2 separate regions of the Ovis aries genome follow, and region 2 is linked to region 1. Evidence: chromatin contacts called from public Hi-C data. All regions are on one chromosome and are shown on one strand. Each heading gives the region's core, a stretch centred on a gene start, on an enhancer-like site or on the middle of the called end of the contact. The rest is flanking DNA. Distances are from core to core; before and after follow the strand shown.

Region 1 (7,747 bases), core at 4,869-7,368:
AATGACTCCAAGCTTTTGTTTCCCCATTGCAGTGGACTGAATGTTTGTGTGCCTCCTAATTTATATGTTGAAATTCTACCCCCAACGGTGATGCTGGAAAAAGGTGAGCCTTCAGGAGGAGATGAGGTCATGAGGGTGGAGCTTCCATGAGGCTTAGGAAAGAGAGCCCAGAGACCACCCTCGTCCCTTCTGCCACGTGAGAACGTAGCAAGAAGACAGCCATCTGTATATCAGGAAGCGGGCTCTCACTAAACACAAAAATCTCCCTGATGTTGGAATTCCTAGCCTCTGGAACTGACAGAAATAAATTTATGTTGGTTATAAGCCACGTAAGCTATGCCACTTTGTATATAGCAGCCTGGATAGACTAAAACGTCCACCCCCAGAAGGATGGCTACATCCTAGACCAGGGGGACTTAACCTTCTGGAGGTGACGGAGTCCTTTGAAAATATGATTTAAAAGCATGTCTGCATTCTTTATGCAGACCTACTTGTACACACACACACACACACACACACACACACACACACACTACTGTAATTTCAGGGGCTCGTGGACCCTTAAAGCTCATTATAGCTTCCGGACAATACTTTCCTCTCCCCCTAGTCTTGACCTCACCTCCCTTTTCTCTCCAGACTCACCTACTTCAGGTCAAGACCCTCCAGTGTGGCTACTTCTCAGGCTCCAGTTTTGAATGTAAGTCTGTGACTTGGTAACAGGTGTCCTGCCGTTTGAAGGAAACAGGCTGGTGAACAAAGCCCAGGTGTGCGATAAGCTGGCCTGTGTGTGTTTTCCTTCCCAGTTTCTTAAACCGACAACCTGTCTGTCACTGGACTGCTGGCTGGGCTGGGCAAAGAGAGAAAAGCCAGCCTCAAATCAGAATGGGGTGAGGGTGTGGTGTTTCCAGGGCAGCAGAAGGTGTGAATAGGGATTAACCGAGATTAAACGCCAGGTGTTGAAATTCTTGCCATTGTACTCTCTGCCTTTCTGCCTTGGTAATTCTAGTTGAGGGATATTTCTCTGGGATCTGAATATCCACCCTGCGGGCTGTGAACTTCCAGAGAGTAGGTTCTAGATCTGAAAAGCCTTTATCCAGTAGGTGCTTGTCTTGTCTTTTGCTGTAAATGATGGAAGTGCAGCTCCAACCAGCTCAACAAGAAATGAGAAATGTATCGGTTTGCATAACTGAAAATTCTGTGGGACAGCTTCAGGCACAGCTGGCTCCAGGTGAACAAGCAGCGGCCCCCCTCTCTCTTTCTCTCCATCTCTCGGCTCTGTTCCGGCCGAGTTGAGTTTACTCTCAGGGAGATTCTGTCTCACAGTGTTGGTTTCTGGTGCCTCCAGGCTTAGCAACCCTGGAGAAAAGAAAGCTCTTCTTCACACACAGTGGCTGCAATTACTGTGATTAACTCTCACTGGAAGACATGGGTCCCATCCATGAACCGAAGACTGTGGCCAGGGAAATGGGATCCTCTAATGGGCTGGACCTAGGACCTGGGCTCAAGGGTTAGGGGTCGAGGGTGGGAGACTGGGGATGAGAGCAGGTGTGTCCTGACGTCAACCACACTGGAACCACATGAACTAAATAAAGGTGGGCCGTGGGGTGGTTTCTAGGAGGAAAACCAGGTGCTGTGCAGAGGATGGGGAAATGGATGCTGGGCAGGTGAGATGCATTCATGGCATCACTCTGAGGCCGTAAATGCTGACACGACAAGTGAGACACACGGGAAGCAGGAGGACTGAGGCTGAGACTCAAGTCCCAGCTCTGCCACTCACTCTTCGTGTGGCCTTAGAGCATCTCTGCTTTACTGGGCCTTCGTCTTTCCACTGTAAAATGAGGGCGTCTGGAATACAAGGTTTTGGAGAGATGATTGCCAGGGGTTTTTTTCCCCCCTCCTACTCATTCAGTCATATATTTATTCTCTTTTTTCTTTCAATCAATATTTGTGGAAGGGCTTCGGGGTTAGTCTCAACTGGATCTGAATCCCAGTCTGATTTCTGTCAGGCGTGATTGTTACGCCTTCTCAAGTGTGCTTAGCTGTGTCCTTCCCGGCCACCCAGCAGCCCTGGATGCCATCCAGCCTCCACTCGCCTCCCCCCGCAGGCGGCCTGGGTCAGACTGCTGCAGCCACTTGGCTAGCGCGGCCTGCGGCGATGAGGCCTGAGTCGTGGCCTGATCTGCCAACAGCCCCAGCTGTGGTCCCAGCTGACCTGGCCGGAGCTGAGGCCAGGGTTTGCGGCCAGGGTTCTGGCGCCTCCTCTTCTAGACGCAGGTGAACTTCTGGGTGCAGAGCTGGTTTTCCTCGTGGCTGCCTGGAGGCGTCAGTGACACAGCTCAGATGCGAGGAGTGGTTGGGTCCAGTGGTCACTCGTGGCAGAGGGGAAATGGGCCAGGCCAGCAGATGAAGTTCTTGCCCTTCATCCCTGCACATTTCACGCGGCTTCCCCCAGAGATGCCCTGTGTACTGGAACTCCTGGTCGCACTTTCTTGAAAAGCTGTGGCCAGTTCAGTCAAGAACATCTTATATTTGCCCTCCCTCCTTCTCAGTCTCATAGTCCCTTTTCCTTCACTCTTGTTAAGCTGGGATTACATCCCCAATAAGGCATTAGTTTGTTAATCTTGCCTCAAGCTCTGTTTTCTAGGGAACTCAGGCTGTGATCTTAGTTGTGTGACTTTGAATGTGTGAAACCTCTCTGAGCTTCAGATCCCTTACCTATGAAAACGAGATAATAGAGCATCTCTTACAGATCTGTTGTGACGTTTCATGAGACAGTACAGGCAAAGTACTTAGCTCAATAAATGACATCTTGCATTAGTATAATTTCTGTGAATGAGGCACAGGACTGTATTATGTGAAAACATTTATTCAACACTGAAGTTCATGAGTATTTATTGAAGGTCAACTCTGTTTCAGATATTATGCTAGTGTTTGCTCCCAAGCTCACAGTCTAGAAAGTGAGACAGAGAAGTAATGCAGCAATTATACAACAGGGTCATCAGTGCCCAGTTGGGGCTAGAAGATTCAGAGGCTTTGGCCTGGGAGTTGGGGATGGTAGTTAGGGTTGGCTTCTTGGAGGAGGTGACATTAAAGCTAAGATCTGAAGGACACGTAGTAGCTATAGATGATGGGCAAGTGGAGGGCACAGTATTCAGACAGAGGCCGTGGCATGGGCAAAGGCCTGGTGTTGAGAGAAAACATTTCAAAGAACACACTGGCTCTTAGTCTCAAGAAGCAGGCGAGTTACAAGAGAAACAAAATGAATATGCACCAATGAAAATATGTGGATATGGTCTTTGCCAGGCAGTGTGTGAGTTCTAGAGCTATCCTGTTCAATGTGGTAGATAGATGCAGCCATGTGTGGCTGCTGCTGCTAAGTCGCTTCAGTCGTGTCTGACTCTTTGCGACTCCATGGACTGCAGCCTACCAGGCTCCTCCATACATGGGATTTTCCAGGCAAGAGTACTGGAGTGGGGTGCCATCGCCTTCTCCGCCACGTGTGGCTATTTAATTAAAATTAAATACAACTAAAAATTTAGCTCCTTGGTCACACTCGCCGAAATTTAAGTGTTCAATAGTCATCTGTGGCTTATGTTGGACAGTGCAGATTTAGAACATCCCCATCACTGCAGAAAGTTCTGTTGGACAAAGCTGCCAAATCAAGACAGACTTTCTTGAGGAGGGGGCAGATGATGGCAGAGAAGGAAGGAGTCCTGGGAAAGTCCCTGTGAGGCACTGTCCTCTCTCCTTGGGAAGAGAAAAGCCAGGACTGGGAGTAAGAGGTGGGCTGTTGGCTCTGAAAACAATGTACAACCTGACACCTTTTTGGTCAGGGTGTAATCGCTGGGTGTGTGCTGGCTGGCAGCCTCTCACCTGGGAGGGAAGACACAGGAATGCAGGGAGAATCTGCTAAGGTGGGGCTGAACCAGGAAGTCCCGCCCCTCCTGGGGCCAGGAGGACTCTGGGAGTTGTAGTTTGGCATTTTTGGGACTCCCCCCCACCTCAAAGCCGGGTGTGGGTAGATGCCCTGACACTGGGCATAGGCTGGGCATTTCCTGGGGTGCAAAATTGGGAGTGGGCTGGCTAGGGCTGGGGCCACATCTGGGTTTGGGGTTTCTGTGATGAGTGGCAGAAAAAGGACTGTCTTCTCTCTCCCCCACTTAATTTCTGGGATAGAGAGGAGACACCAAGATGGAGGACTGAGCTGAATGGGCAGCTGAGAGACATCCAGTTTCAACAGAACCCTCAACCCACATATTCTGGTGAACTGAGATTCGCCCAGAGAGACAAGAAGTTCCCATACGGTTAGCAGGGAGAGGTAGCAGTCAGTACTCTTATTAAAACTGTTGATTATTCATGCGTTTAATCCAATTAAGCACAGTATTTTCTGAGTACATACTATTTGGCAAGCCCTGCCCTAGGCACTGAGAATCAGGAGGGAACTAAAGAGACAAAAGCTCCTGCTTCCAGAAGTTCTAGAAAGGGCAGCGAACAATAAACAGGGACTTGATTTGCTGATATAATACACACATAATGGAAAAACCCTACTTTAAAGGTGGATTTTGAGGCATTTTTACTTTCAATCCAACTATTCTCCCTACCTCGAAGTCACCACCCTGGGCATGGTTGTCATATTTACTTTTTACTTATTTTAAAAAATATTTATTTGGCTGTACCAGGTCTTAGTTGCGGCACGCAGAGTTACCAGTTGCAGCATGCGGGATCTTTTTTCAGTTGCAGCATGCAAACCCTTAGTTACAGTATGTGGGACCTAGATCCTAGACCAGGGGTTGAAGGGAAGGAAGGGGTCCTGGGAAAGTCCCTGAATGGCACTGTCCCCCGTCCTTGGGAAGAGAAAAGCCAGGGCTGGGAGCAGGGGGAACACGGAGTCCCAGCAACTCACAACCAGGGAAGCGCCTGGTAGTCTTATTTAAAAGCTACTGAGTTGGATCCTACTGACGACTGTTTTCCAGACATACAGCTGATACAAGAGATTATTCTAAGCTGCAAGACGTCATAGAGCCACTACCTCACCACTTCTGGGTTCCATCACCATGGACAAGTCTCCTAGGGAGCCTCAGAATGCTCCTTGATAAGATACGGAGGTGCTGATCCTTGCTCCAAAAGTGGAGATTTAAAGAAACAATGGATATGATGTATCTCCTGGAGCCAAACAGCATTACATTCTTTTTTTCTCTTTGACTTCACTGAGGTCCAACTGACTTAGTCTTTTAGTTATTGTCTCCATACAATTCCTTCCTAAGGAAGGAAGCACGAGTCCCAAATGCAGTTCAACTTATTTGTCTAAATATTGTTTACAGTGTCTGTAAGCTCTATGAGAATCTGTATCTTGCCAGCTGTATCTTGTCTCTGTCACCAGTGAAGTCCCCACCAGTATCACGGGTCCCTGGCATCCAGCATACTGTAGGTGCTGAATAGAAACCTATGGAATGAAATGAGTAAAGGATAGTAAATCAGACATTTTCTCGTTCAGGAGAGACTTCCTACGGTTCTCTCAGCTTGTCCAAAAAGTCTCTTTTCGGCTCACCCTTCATCCCCCCACTTCTACATAAGGCCGCAGCGATGACACTAGGTGCCCTGGCGGAAATGAGCCGCCCCGGGTGCGATTCCCCTGCTCGCCGCGAAGAGGCGCGAGCGCTACGCACAGACCGGGCTCGCTCCACGCGCCCATAGCCCAAGCGATTCAATGGGCGAGGCTCTCCCGAGCTCCCAGGCTGCACTAGGCTCTCGGGCGCAGACACGGCGGCGGTTCGCGGTGTGTGTTGTGGGTGACTCCCGGCCAAAGCCGGGGGCTAACCCCGGCAACGCAAGCAGGCATCACGAACAAATGTTCTGAGTCAGGCGAGGCAGGGTCGGGGCTCTAGGGCCAAGAGCACTTCCGGGAGGAGTCTCGGGGGAAACTCGCGACCTCTGACCTGCCGGACCGTCCCCCCGGTCCCGGCGCCAAGCGAGAGCTCGAGTCCGCGGGCTGAGCTCCGCCCCGGGGCCCTCCGCGCAGGCGCCGCCGGCCGCCGTTCCCATGGCGACGGGGGGCGCTTCCCTGTCCGAGGCCCCGCCCCAGCAGGCTAGGCTGCGCGGGGCCGCGGGCAGCGCAGGCAGGTGCCTCGGGCTGCGGGCAGGTGGCGGCGCGGCGCGGACCGGCGGCGGCGGCGGCGGCTCTAGGGTAGGTTGCGCCGTGGCCGCGGCGGATCGGGGCCGGCCATCAGTCCCGTGTCCCCGGCCTGTGAGGGGATAGAGGAGGCGGTGGCCGGCGGTGGCTGCCAAGTTTCTGCTCCGCTGAGGCCCCCGGAGAAAAGTTGACAAAGTTAGCCTGGGAAGAGGTGGGGACCTGGTGGGTCTCCCCGGGCTCTGGATCTCCGGGGAAGGGGCATCCCGACTTGAGAGCCGGAAGGTCTGTCTCTCCAGACTTGGGAGTGGAGCCCGCGGGAAGATCCAGCACTGGGCTACCAGTGGATCCCGCGCCACTCGGCTGGAGACCTGCGAGTCGATATTCGGAGTGGATCTGGCGCCGGTGGCCCGGGGTACCATTGGGTCCCCAGCCTGGGGTGACTGTGGACGGTGATTGGAAACTGGGAGCTAGTTGATCCCTCTCCCCTGCCCCCCACTGGTCCGAGCCTCGGGAGTGATTCCGAGAGGAGACCTGGTGGCCGGGAACTGGGGGATCGTTGGAGATCCGGGCTACTCAGCCTGCGACTGCTAGGATCTGGACGACCGTGCGGGTTGGAGGCCCAGGAGGTGGACACTGGGAAGCGGGGGTGCGGATCGAGGCGGAGCCGGAGGCGAAGGGATCCTGCGGGCAGCGGGGGCGGTGGAGAGAGCGGCGCGCCGGGCCCCGCGGGCGCCGGACGCGCCCTCCCCACCGGGCCTGTGCACCCCCTCCGCTTTCCTTCCCAGGGCAGAGGCTCCCTGATGAGATTAAGGCTCAATCTCCCTGCTCCCCGGCAGGCTCGGCTGGCCCCCCACCCCGCTGGCGGCGCCGCCTAGGGCTACAGGCGGGGCCCTGGGGAAGGGAAGCGGCGCGTTGACCCCCGACCCGGGCCCGACCTTTCCACATCCTCCTAGCAAGCACCGAGCGCGTAGCCGGGGCGCCGCGCCCCGAAACCCTGCTTCTCCGCTGGTCCGTGGCGGGCCCGTAGTGGCGCGGGCGTATGACCTGCGCGCGCCACCTGGGTGGCCAGGGCTTCCTGCCCGCGGGACTGAACTTTCTCCAGCCAGGAACTGCCACTACCTTTTGGAAAGGAAAGGACTGTACCTGTTGCACAAAGAAAGTGATTTTTGTTTGCAGCTTCTTTGTGACCCTGGGACAAAATGCTTAACATCTCTGAGCCCAGATCTCCCTTCGGGGCACAGTGGAGTGGGGGTGGGGTCGCAGTCCTCCCTTTTCTGGGTGACTGGCGGGATTAATAGATATAAAAGGTATGAAGCAGGTTTGGGCTGTGTAAATACTGGTGGACCCTCATTCTGTGGCCTCTCCTCTCCCTTGTCTCATCCCCTGCCGCCTCCCCTAGGGTATCTGAAGGAAAGCTCAAGAAACTCAACTTGCTATCTTTTCAAACTACAGGATTAGAGAGATATTTAACTTGGTCTTTCTTCCAAAGGGGTTTAATTGCCCCTCTGATCCCCCTTGCAGAGAGAAGCTCTGAGGGTTTGGCTAATCAGTAACCTCACCATTTGGACAAGACTTCTCCTTTGGCCCAGCTTTTCCTTTGCTAATGCATCAGAGCTC
Region 2 (6,968 bases), core at 2,482-4,981, 73 kb after region 1:
ACGGAGGAGCCTGGGAGGCTACAGTCCATGGGGTCGCAAAGAGTCGGACACGACAGAGCGACTTCACTTTCTTTTCACTCTCCCCTCTCTGGGCCTTTCTTTTCTTGTCGGTGCAGGGACAGTGTGAGGCCCGTAAAAGGCACCCTCCAGAGTCCCATGTTTACTGGCTTGTGACTGTATCCCCCTGTATATAAAAATAACAAGATTCACTCCAGCGCACCTACTCCATCGTATTCATGTACTGGTTCTCTCTGTATCTGCGCACGTGTGCACACGCGTTCACATACATGGAAAGATGTCTGTAATGAGGCCAACCAGAAGTTACCAGTGGCTGACATTCACAGAGGGCCCATCGCACGCCGGGTGGGGGGATGGCAGGGGCTGGGGAGGCTCCCAGGTCTCACGCACGCCCGCCCCCTGCTGGCAGCTCCGAGTTCACACCCTTTCTGCCCGCTGGTCCTCTGTTGGTTCAGCCCTGAACCCAGAAGCTGAGGACTAGTGTTATGGATCTTTTCCCACATGGTCAAGTCTCAGAGGGGTCAAGGCACTCACCCGAGGTCATACGGTTATGAAGTGGCTGAGGCTGGGCTGAACCTAGACCCGCTGATCCTATATGTGACCCCCCCCCCCCCCCGCATCATTTGAGGTGGACCACCCACCATGGATGTGGGCAGGGGTGAGCAGAGGTGGGCATCGGGCACCCTTGCCCTTTGGCCTTTGAGGTGCAGCATGGCCCCTCTCATGACATATTCTTCCTGCCAAAGGGGAAGCCCCAGTCAAATCTCCTCTTCTTGTGTCTCCCGCGTCTCAGGGGTCAACGAGGGACCTGGGCAGGGAGCGTGCCCTCCCGGACAATGAGCCTCCACTCTGGCAGGTGAGCCCCACAACCGCGGGCCCTCGGAGGAGCCACAGCTTCTGCAAGGACAGGAGGACCGGGCCCTTCGTGGTGAGTGATGCCGGCGTGGCTGGAGCGGACGCTGCTGGGGACGTCCCAGGCTGGTCCCAGGGCCTGAGGAGGGTGAGGGTGGGCTCCCGGTGATCGTCCGGGAGCCTGCTGCGGCCTGGCTGGGCCGTGGCTCGTGTTTCGACATGAGACGGTGTTTGCCGGCTCTGCCGGGGAAGCTTCCCCTCTGGTGGGTTTGTGGCCCCCTCTGGAGGGGCAGCCCCTGGTATCTGGCACCGTGAGGTTAGAACAGGCCCTGGAGTCTTGAGAGCCCTGGGTTCACATGCTGGCACCATCTCTGCTTCTTTGAGCAACTCGCTTAATTCTTCTGCACCTCAGTTTGTTCACCAGGAAAACGGGACTGTGATTCCTGTCTGTTTTGTGCTGTTGGGAGGATGGAGTGAGATTGTGTGGGGCCCAGCGTGTCATAATTCAGACAGTAACCGATGGTGTGGTAACAATGGGAGGACAGCAGCATCGGGCTGGTTCTGCAGCTGGATTGCCTGGATTCATTCACATCCTGGCTCTGCATGGAGCTAGGGGTCTGACCTCAGTTTCCTCATCTATAAAATGGGTATAATAACAGCATCTACTTCATGGGCTGATGTGGGACTCAGATAACTCGAGAAGTGTTTGGCTTGCTCCTAGTTACACAGTAAACACTTTACTAACTGTTATGTTACCATTATTATGATTGTTGCTTTTGTGTATCCTTTTGGCTGTCAGTGAGCTCCGTCCTTAGCCAGCACTTCCTCCCTCTCAGCCTGATTCCTCACTTGTGAAAGGAGGCGGGTAAGTGAGGCAGCAGGACCCCAGGGGAGCCCCCGTCTGCCCAAGCCTCAGTGTCCCCAGCTGTGCTCCAGGGCTTCACCACTTCTGATTTTCCATGATTTTCTTTTCTGTTTTTTTTTTTTTTTTTTTTTCACTTTTGTTCCATGATCCTTGGAGATGTGCTGAGCTCTGCACTTCCTCCTAAAGTCCCTCCCAGGCCCTGGGCCCTGCCTGGGGACATCTGAGATAAGCCTTTTTAAATGAGCAACACCGTTCCACACCCAAGGTCATTCTGAGTTGCAGGACTCCGTGCATTTCAGTGGTCTTTTGTGCCTGGTCCCACGTCTCAGAGACGTGGGATCCGGCAGTATTGACATCTGAGGTCTGTTCCTTCTAGCTCTGTGACCACCAGCAACAAACTTCACTTGTCTGAACCTCTGTCTCCTCCTCTGTAAAATGGGGTGAAGATGCTGCCCCTGGCAGAATTCTTGCCAAGAGCTGACAGTGAGGCTGGGGGTGACTTTGCCCGTGAAGGGACTCAGACCTTGGCTGAGAAGCCCCCGAAAATTCACAGGTGTCCAGATCTCTGCTGCTGATTCCTTTTTCACCTTTGTCTCCACTCTCTCTCAGGCACTGACTCAACTTATCTGATTGTGTGTGTGTGTTTGTGTGTGTGTGTGTGAGAGAGAGAGAGAGAAGGCAAAGGTTATGGAGGGAACAGCATACTCGTCCCAGTCTCTGCTTGCTGTCCCTTCTTCTTTCTCCGTGGAGTCCTTGGGTGGCTCGCCTTGGCTCCCTTCCTCTGGCCCCAGAGGCCTCTGCCCCATTGCAGTCTGTTTGATCACCTCTCCCCTGGAGGCGTCTGGGTCTGGGTACTGAATCTGAACCAGACAGAGCTGGGGCCTCGGACCTAGGTTCCCGGCTCTCAGGACTGACGCCTACAGTTCTGGGGAGTGATCACCAGGAGGGCAGTGGTGGTGCTCTCGCTTTCTTATGCCTCCCAAATCCTGACTATGGGGACTTTAGCACTGGGGTGCTGGGGTGCTGGGGCTCTGGAGGCTGGAAGAAGTGGGTTCAAGTTCTGGCTTTGGCACTCTGTGACCTTGGGCAGGTGACTTGATGGACCCCAATGAGCCTGTTTTTGCTTCTGTAAAATGAGGATGGTCCTAAGTGGCCTCAAGAGTAGTTTTGTGGGCAGGAAGTGAAGTCGCTACGCGCTCAGAAGAGTAAACTCCCACTTCACGCCTTGGCGCAGGGATGGCTGTTCCTTCTCCTCCTCCACTGCCATTGCCCTTCTTCCTCCTCCTCCTCACTCCCTCTCCTCCCCTCCTCCCTCTCTTCCTCACCTGGGCCAACTCTCTCATTATGAACAGGGAAGTTGAGGCCCCCAGAGGGGCGCCCAGGGCGACCCTGCAGGTGACACCTGGGGTCCCTGAGCCCCGCTTGGCCGGATGGCTGCCCTGCCACTCTGGAGGTCAGAGATGGTCAGACCTGTGTTTTGCACCCCGTGGGGGTATTTGGAGAGCCTCTCACTAGTGGATAAACGCCATCTGCTGTTACTTCCGTCACTCTTGATCGATGACTTTGTTCTGTTGGTTTCCAGTTGAGATTCAGGTCCATTTCCCTTTTTTGAGCCTGTGCCCCAAGCCTTGTCAATCCCCAGTCCCCTCTTCTTGTTAGGGAATATGAATCCCATTTTGCAGAGGAGGAAACTGAGGCTCAGAGAGGTTAAGCCACTTGCCTCTGGCCACACAGTCAGAAAGCGGGGGAAGCTGGAATGGACACTGGGCCTACTTCACCTCCAGCCTTGGCCCCAGACCCTTTCTGCTCCGGCACTGTGCCTGTGGCCCAGCCAGCCTGCCAGCCCCTCTCAGCTCTTGGGCCTGCAGTGCTTGGGACACTCGCTCACGGGGAAACAAGACACCCAACCAAGCCCCTGGGCTGAGAATGTGACATTTGTCCTGTACAGGTTTGGCCACTGTCCAAAGGGTGCCTGGGACACACCAGGGCTGGTGCCCTGCTGATCTAAAGAGCCCTGCCCACCCCTGACTCATCAGACCCTGAGCATGAGGTCAGACTGGTCCCAGCCGGCCGCTTCAGAGAACTTACCATTCCGAACCTCTCTTTTCCTCCTCTGTAAAGTGGTGAATCACAGAAATGACAATACCCACCATGGTGCTTACTGTGGGGCATGGACCCTAGTTTATCCTCATTTTGCAGGTGGGAAAACTGAGGCTCAGAGCCAGTAAGTACCTCTGGCAAGGTCTAAGTCTGGAGTCCAGGCTCCTAATCAGCTGCTGACCCTCCCAGTACTCTATGACATCGTGGGGTAGAAGGACGGGGCTGGAACGAGATGGTTTATAAAGCGCTTAGCACAGCGCCTGGCGGTGAAGAACTGCCTGATAGATGTATCTGCTGTTAATTATGATTTGCTGCCAGCTGTTTTTATTCCCCTACATTCTCTTGAAAGTCTACTGATAGAGCAGGAAGTTGTCTCCAATCTTAGGAGTCCTTGGCTGCTGAGGAAACGCGGCAGGGCAGGGGAAGGTGTCCGACCCAGGGTCCCGCAGCCTGGCTGGGCTGGGGCTGGAGCTCTGACTCCGCAGCCAGGGTTCTCCCCGGTCCCCTGCTTCCCCCGGGGCACCCCTAGGACCTAGGGTCTATGTGGCAGGTGTGAGCCCTGTGCCGTCTCCTCCTTAACTCCTCCGGGGCTGGTGGTGGGTGGGCGCGCCCACGTTTCCTCGTAAAGTGAGCCTTTGGCCCGCACTTGCGGATCATAAAACATGGTGACTCAGCCTTGGACCGTGACGGTGAGTCTCGGTTCACCCCGGAGGCCCCTCCTGTGACCATGAAGGCACAGATTCACCAGCTCTGGGGGTTCCCTGTGATGGGGCAGGCAGGCGGGCCCCTGGGAACCTCAAGAATGTTCTCTCCAGTCCCCAAACTCGTCGGTCTGCATTTGCTGGCTCATCTGGTGATGAGTTCACCTCGTCGTGGGCCTACCGTGTGCCAGGGAAGGGGAGAGAGGCTGAGGTGAGGGGACTGGGCGGGTGGGAGCTGGCCCAGCAGCGTGACCCCTCTGCCTGGGTGAGTCCGGACGATGGACTAGCCCTTGGCGCGTGATGTGGAGCTGAGTGGTGAGGACCTGGCGGCAAGCTGGGCTCTCGGGAAGCCCAGGAATCCTCTTGGCAGGTGGCTAATTTCATTTGTTAATTGCTTCTTGTTTTTCACTGCTGAGCCGATGGGGCTGGAGAAGAACTGAGTAATTTATGTCTCAGCTGATTAAAGTTTCTTTTCGGGATTAAAACCAGCCAGACCAGAAAGCCTTTGTTTCTTAGGTCTTAAAATGCAAATGACCAGTTGTGCCTGAGATTTTTGTATTGGGGAGATTTTGTGTTTATCCAATTACCCAGCTATCTCTCCACCCACTCACCCACCCTCTCATCCACCCACCCACCTACCTTCCCACCCATCTATCTTCCCACCCACCCACCCTCCATCCACCCACCCATCCTCAGTCCAGTTTTTAATACAGGCAAAGCTCTACAGGACAAGTTATCTTGTCCTCACATCAGCTCCCACTCTCAGACTATAAACCCAGGATGACGCACACTGGTCGTTTGTTGGTTCCGCAGCTTGCTGAATGTCTTGAGTGGCAGAAGTGGGCTGAGTACCTACTGTGTGCCACGTGCTTTTCGCTCCTTCAGGTGTAGCCGTGAACCAAGATGTGAATACTCTGGTGTGGGGAGAGCGTGGGGTTTTCCAGGAGCTTCCAGGCGTTACCTGGGGAGGGATGGGCTTGAGCATGTGGACAAGACCCAGCTGAGAAGCACCCTCAGGGTTAAAATAAGGGGCAGTGGTGTTTTCCACAGCCAAGCAAAGTTATGACTAGGGGTGTAGGTCAGAGATGCAGCTTGGGGCGCCCTCTAGTGGCCATTTCAGGGGGCGGTTGGAGAGGGTAAGCTGGAAGCTGGGAGACCAGTTAGGAGGTGTTTGAACCATTTGGGTAAGATCTTTAAAAAAAAAAATACACACACACACACGGACACACACATGAAAGGGAAGTTGCTCAGTCGTGTCCGACTCTTTGCGACCCCATGGACACCAGGGTCCTCCATCCGTGGGATTTTCTAGGCAAGAGTACTGGAGTGGGTTGCCATTTCCTTCTCCAGGGATTCTTCCTGACCCAGGGATCAAACTCAGGTCTCCTACATTGTAAACAGACACTTAACCGTCTGAGCCACCAGGGAAGTCCATATATATATATATATATATATATATATATATAGGTTAAGTATATTTAACAGAAAATTTGCCATTTTAACCATTTTTAAGCATACTATATGGTATCATTAAATACATCCACAGTGTGTAACCATCACTACCATCGGCCTTTAGAGATTTTCTCATCATCCCAGACAGAAACTGTGAACCACTAAACACTAACTCCCTTTGCCCCTAGCCCCCAGCCCCTGGCAACCTCTGTTCTGTGATACTTTCTGTCTCTATGCATTTGCCCTTTCTGAGTACTTCTTATAAATGGAGCCATTTAGTATTAATACTGACCTGTGTCTGGCTTACTTTATTTAATGTAGTGTCTTCAGGCTCTGTCAGTGGTGTAGCAAGTGTCAGTACTTCACTCTTTTTTTTTAACCACTGAGCCTTTTCCACGTGTGAACCCCATTCCGTGTCACTGCCGCCTTACACAGGGTGAGAAATAAGAAGGCTGGGAGGGCTGAGGGTGATCTGATTTCTTTGCTTCACCTCCTCGAGAAAGTATGTTGTTGACGTGCCATTGCGTGAGAATGATGCTCATACTGGAATAATCTTGACTCATTTATTTTTGGCGAGACAGTAAATGATTAACGAACATGCACTTTCAACTGCCAAGAGTCACAGTTACTTGCTTCAGCCCTATAGCCGGCTGAGACGCACCGGGGGCGCCCTCGTCCGGGCAGGGTTGCTGGGTCCAGAGACGCACCGGGGGCCCCCTCGTCCGGGCAGGGTTGCTGGGTCCACACGGTTTCAGTTCCAGGGTGCCCCCTAGGGCATCTGTGTGTGTGTGTGCGTGCACATATGCACACACGCACGCGCCCTCGGGAACCCCCAACGGGCCCGCTCGGCCTGGACTCTGGTCTCACTCACGTCGTTCAGCTGCCGCCCCCGGCCGTGGTCACCTCGCTGAGCTTTACTTCTCCCAGCTGCAAAATGGGGCGAAGCCCACTCCGTGCCCGCCATAGGCTGTGGTGAGCGT

The links. Hi-C and Micro-C count contacts between places; a contact is called where the count stands out from the background.
Region 2: a contact with region 1 is called in a Hi-C map of hypothalamus, with 7 times the contacts expected there. The contact joins the enhancer-like site here to the promoter of KIAA1671 in region 1. A contact is called at or near these places in 11 of 16 Hi-C or Micro-C datasets (blood, hypothalamus, liver and 6 more).

What each region holds. Positions count from the first base shown.
Region 1 is chr17:65,290,479-65,298,225 of ARS-UI_Ramb_v3.0, forward strand. KIAA1671 (KIAA1671 ortholog) reads left to right here and starts at 6,119. Exons shown (of 12, transcript XM_060400832.1): 1 at 6,119-6,184. It overlaps LHFPL7 (LHFPL tetraspan subfamily member 7), which reads right to left and starts at 707. Exons shown (of 4, transcript XM_015101693.4): 1 at 643-707.
Region 2 is chr17:65,365,375-65,372,342 of ARS-UI_Ramb_v3.0, forward strand. All of the region lies in intron 5 of KIAA1671 (KIAA1671 ortholog), which reads left to right. Among named protein-coding and RNA genes, the nearest start is that of KIAA1671, 72 kb to the left of the region's middle. Within about 2 kb of position 3,732, at least 7 of the 54 cell types and tissues checked have an H3K27ac peak or open chromatin away from gene starts, as enhancers often do.